Regions from separate parts of the Triticum aestivum genome. Here region 1 is linked to region 2. Evidence: chromatin contacts called from public Hi-C data. All regions are on one chromosome and are shown on one strand. The core of a region is the stretch at or near the end of the contact, and the rest is flanking DNA. Distances in the headings are between cores, read along the strand shown.

Region 1 (2,700 bases), core at 101-2,600, 160 kb after region 2:
CGGACTTTTATAGATCTTGATTCTTTTGGCAAAGTGACGAGGCCAAGAAGAAGTACATATTGGCTAGATGGGATATTATTCGTAGACCAAAAGACCAGGATGGGATAGGGATCAAGAATTTAGAGGTCACAAATAGATGTCTGCTTAGCAAATGGCTATACAGAATATCTACTGAGACCGAGGGTATGTGGGTACAAACAGGGGCGAAGCGAGGATAAAAACCGAGAGGGGGCAAAGAGGTATACAATTTTTTTTCAGAAACATGTATACGAACTAATAGGTAGATCATTTAAAAAACCAACCTCACAAGCATACATATAATGTGTAAGAAGCAAAATCGTATACTTTCTTATAAGATAATATCATCACACACGTAACTATGACAAGTTCATTGCCAAAATAAAAGTAAACTAACCACTTAAGACAGAAAAACTCGCGAAATATGAATATGTCGTTCCTTTAAAGCGATTTCTAGCCTTCAAGCTCCAGCAAGAAAAAAAAATCATTTTTAAATACAGAAAGAATGTAAGCATTGACAGATAAAAATATAAGCTTTAGCACATTACCGAGTAAGCTTGTTTAGATGGACTATTTCAAGCATACCGGATTTTGCAAAAAATCTCTCCATTAGCTTTCCTGTCATTGTCAAATAGTTAAACAATAAATAGATTGACGTACATGAAGGCACATATAGATTTTATTCTACTACAACAGCCACATGCTTAAACTTAATTCATACGAAATTGTTACATGAAGCTAGGTTCAATCAACCTAACAACCTGTTTTTACCTTTTAAACATGCAACCAGGATAGACTAATAATAGGAAAATTAGAAAGCAATAGATCAGAACTGAACCTAGGGCTTCATGAGTCGCGCGCAGTGGCGGAGACAGGGGGGACCAGCAGGGGCCCTGGCCCCCCCTAACACTACTGATTTGAGTCTAGTATTAGTGTAAACTTTGATATTTTTGCTGCTAAAGTGATGTATTTTCATGAATTGGCCCTCTCTAACAAGACTTAACAATACTTGGCCCTCCTTATCCGAATTTCCTGGCTCCGCCACTGGTCGCGCGCTTCTTTTTTCCCTTCGGGACGGCGACGCGGCCGGCCGGCATGCACTGTATAGGTCGAGGCTGAATAACTGATCGTCGGAGGGGCGGCCGGTGCCGTGTAGGCGCGCAGCTGCCAAGCGGCGGCGGCTTCGGCTCGGTGGTCGCGCGAGAAGTAGGTTAGTCAGGACGAACGCGCACGTTTGTAGCAGATTCAGCCTGCTCGTATGCATGTGTGTGTTGTATTCTCTGTTGGGAAACGGTTCAGTTCGGCGCACCGGCCGAAATTGGACCGGTTCGTCCTCGTCGCACAGCGCACACGCACGTGGACCCACGTGGCTGCTTGATTACCGCTCGTGAAACCTTATCCTCACCCCCACGCGAATATCTATCCAGTTTCTTCCCCTGCCGCTTTTCTCTCTGTCACTCAATCCCCACAATCCCAACGCCGGTGACTGTGCTTGAGGCGCGCCGCGAGCGGGGAGCTGCGTCCATGAAGCGCCACCACGACGAGCTGCGCCCGCGGCCACGGCGAGCTGTGCCCATCGAGCGAGGTCGTGGAGCGGCCGGCCTGTGGCGGAGGCTGTTTGTGTCCTCGACCCGACAACGATGCGCAGAGGGGACGCGCTGGGGACCCGGTGCTGGAACCGGCATGGGGATCTGCTTCAACCAGCGGCGGGATTTGCTTCAACGGCGAGGATGGTGGTGGACGGCGACAACGGTGGCCATCGTGATAAGTTGTTCTTTTTTTAAGTTTTGCTGGAACTACTTTCGAATTTTGCTGGAACCATTTTCTCGATTTGCTGCAACAGGAGGGGACAATGTAGGGCGACCACGGCCGCAGGTGCCATGATTTTTGCTGCATAGATTTTTTGCTGGAACCAGCATTTTGACTTGTTGCAATTGGCAAGGATGGTGCTGGGCAGCTACAGCGACGACGCCATGATTTTTTTGTTTGCTGCATTGATCTTTTTTCTTCTTCTGAGGAACCATTTTTCATTTTTGCTGGAACTATATCAATTTTTTGTTGGAACCATGTGTGCTTTTTGCTGGAACCATATCAATGTATTTCGCTGGAATCATAGCATTTTTGCTGCAAACACATTATTATTTGCTGGAACCATATTAATTATTTGCTGGAACCATGTGTTTTGCTTTCAAGCTGGCGTTGCTTTGTTTTTTTTTTGCTGCAACCGACGAGCAGCGATGCCGACGGCGAGCGACGAGCGTTGGGGAACCAGCGGAGCTTTCAGGTCGCGCAGGCATGGAGGTCGCGCGGGCATGGATCGATGACACTTTTTGTGTTTAGTTTCCTTGTGCGGACGGGAAAGGACAGGAAAAGGGAAGGAAGAGGAGGCGAGATCTGACGGTTCGCTACTTCCAAATCGGATGGCTAGCAGCTGACCGGCCGAAAGATTAGGCCGGTGCGCCGGCGCGTATCGTTGTCCTTCTCTGTTAGATGGGCTGCTCCGTTCCTGCCTCTTTCTCATACACGGATAGATGGGCTTTAATAGAACAACACAAAAGTGGGCCAGTGGGGGCAAATATCCTGGTTTGAGTGGGGGCAATGTTCTATATCCCAGGCCGGGTATAAATGAGCCAAATAGTCGAGTGGGGGCATTCGCCCCCACGACCTTCAACGTAGATTTTT
Region 2 (2,700 bases), core at 169-2,668:
AATAAGACTGTGTGAAGAATTTGATAGCATTTGACCGTGTGAAGAATTGGATATCCTTTTTACGTCTGGTTATGTGGTTATATCTACAATATATAACTAGATTTTTTTTTGAAACAAAGCAAAAGATTTGCCATTTCATTGATTAAAAGGAGGTTTAGACAGGCCACGAAGTGGTTAGAAATAGAATCTACGCGGCATTACAATATCCAAATGCTTGGCACCCGCCAACGTCCAAAGTGACAACTCCTCTTTTGTCTTACTAATGACGACCGTTGTAGGTGCGGCCGTGTTGCGGAAAACTCTAGCATTGCGCTCCGTTCAAATTTCCCAGGGGATTAGTGTCATGAGTGAGGCAAGCGCCTTGCGGGATTCGGAGCGAAGATATACGTTTCCTTTCCACCATTCCCACACCGAGCCCCTCGCTGACCAAGTAGTAGTATGAATGTGATCCATGCCAAGCCAGTGAAGAATATCGTTCCACACACGAAGGGTGAAATGACATTGGAAAAGTAAGTGGGCTGTTGTCTGTGGCCTTTGCTTGCAAAGAGGGCATAGCCCGCAGTTGGGCCACCCACGTCGAGTAAGGCTATCCGATGTCCAGATTCTATCTTGAAAAACAAGCCAGGTGAAAAATTTGCACGGCGGAGGAGCCCACACCTTCCTTACCGATAGGACCATTGCCGACGTAGTTAAACTGTGCCTTGTAAGCTGAGGAAGCAGAGTACGCCCCATCCTTGTGAAAACATCATGAAGAAAAGGGCGTGTGCCTATAATTTACCCTAAAAAACTGCTCAGAGTTATCACCCTTAATACTTACTAATCGTAGCCCATATAAAAAACTTATACAACCATAGCTATATTTATTCAAATTCTCTCCAAAGAAAAAGACAAAACCTGCATATGCACAATTACGCCACCAATAAAAACGCAATAGCTACATGTAGTAGGCAAAACCTACACCACTAAAGGTCATCCATCACCACCTGATCTCACTCGAACGACTGAAAACACGAACATTACCTCACACACGCATCAACCGAGTTCTCGCTCAAATTGACCACTCCCATTTCCGCGATGCCACGCCGCCGCCCCTGGCGGGACATCGCTTTGCATCCTAGCTGCCACCATTCTGTGTTTTAAGCATCACACCGAGCACGCTCGTCGCTTGTATTTCTGTTCTCGGTGCATTTCTCAAAGGACTTGGAATGAAGCAATTTGGCGTGAGGTGGTTAGATTTCCAATTAAAAATAACCAAAAAAGGGTCAACTTTCTAATGCCTTTAAAAATTGTGTTTGAGCCATCATCCGTTGAATTTCTCTTCTTGGGTTCTTGCGGACACTCGACAGGTAGTAGAATGCAATCCCCGTTGTGCTACAGACACCTCAAAGCTCAAACCCACGCGCCACCGTCCAACCTCAATCGGACGGCCAAAATCGAACACGTAACCTCACACACCCTTATATTACCTTCCGCCTGTGACCCCCCTTCGCCCACACGCCCGACTCGTGCTCGCCACGGCCGCACTACCCCCCAATCCCCCTCTATTGACCTCAAGGTGTTCGACCGCGCGCGCCGCCATGGCCTCCATCTCCGCCGCCGCCAAGGCCACCTCCGCCGCCTTCGCGCACAAGGTTTCCTTCCTCTCCCCTCCCCTCCTTCCTCCTCTCCTCGCCCCCCTCCAGCTTCTCACCCAGCTGACCCCTCCGCCCCCTTGCTCTCCCCGCCGCAGAAGGAGCTCGCCGCGGCGGTGCCGCCGCAGCAGCTCGCGAGGAGCCGGCGCGCGCGGGCCGGGCGCGTTCGCGCGGTTGCGACGCCGACCCGCGCGCCGCGCTCCCCCGCGTCCACCGGCTCGGTGAAGAGCCCTATGACGACGACGGAGAAGATCCTGGCGCGGGCGTCGGAGCGCGCGAGCCTCGAGCCCGGGGAGAACGTGTGGGTGGACGTGGACGTGCTCATGACGCACGACGTCTGCGGGCCCGGCACCATCGGGATCTTCAAGCAGGAGTTCGGGGAGGACGCCAAGGTGTGGGACCGCGAGAAGGTCGTCATCATCCCCGACCACTACATCTTCACCAGCGACGAGCGGGCCAACCGGAATGTCGACATCCTCAGGGACTTCTGCGAGGAGCAGAAGATTAAGTACTTTTACGACATCAAGGACCTCAGCGACTTCAGAGTATATGTCTTGCTGATTCGTTCCATTTACAGCTTCCTGATTGAGGTTCATGCAAGTAAAAGCAAGATGATTTATGTGCTTAAAAAGGCTTTAAACTATTGGGTTATAGGCAAATCCGGACTACAAAGGTGTTTGCCACATTGCGCTCGCCCAAGAAGGTCACTGCCGACCAGGCGAGGTATTTTTACTGACTACACCAAGTACTGGAAGCTTGTGATTTTGCTGTACATGCTTAACCTGGTTCATGTTCATGTGTAGGTTCTCCTTGGTACTGATTCTCATACCTGCAATGCTGGAGCCTTTGGTCAGTTTGCAACTGGAATCGGGAACACTGATGCAGGTTTTGTGATGGGAACGGGAAAGGCTCTTCTCAAGGTATGCAAGCATGTTAAATTACTTCCGGATAGAATTTGAAAAATAGTCTTACCATGAAAACAGATGGGACATATCTTTCTCAGTCTGAGCAATCTTTGGTTCTGTATCTCAGTTATGTGTCAGGGTTTCTTCATTTGTTTGTCACATTC

The links. Hi-C and Micro-C count contacts between places; a contact is called where the count stands out from the background.
Region 1: a contact with region 2 is called in a Hi-C map of leaf, with 2.5 times the contacts expected there. The contact joins the enhancer-like site here to the promoter of LOC123135973 in region 2. A contact is called at or near these places in 2 of 5 Hi-C or Micro-C datasets (both in leaf).

What each region holds. Positions count from the first base shown.
Region 1 is chr6B:94,127,066-94,129,765 of IWGSC CS RefSeq v2.1, forward strand. No RefSeq gene overlaps it. Among protein-coding and RNA genes, the nearest start is that of LOC123135094, 16 kb to the left of the region's middle. Within about 2 kb of position 1,351, at least 5 of the 8 cell types and tissues checked have an H3K27ac peak or open chromatin away from gene starts, as enhancers often do. A contact at or near this core is called in leaf, where this site is marked.
Region 2 is chr6B:93,964,801-93,967,500 of IWGSC CS RefSeq v2.1, forward strand. It overlaps LOC123135973 (3-isopropylmalate dehydratase large subunit, chloroplastic), which reads left to right and starts at 1,419. Exons shown (of 13, transcript XM_044555247.1): 1 at 1,419-1,631; 2 at 1,730-2,176; 3 at 2,286-2,354; 4 at 2,435-2,551. The coding sequence starts at 1,578.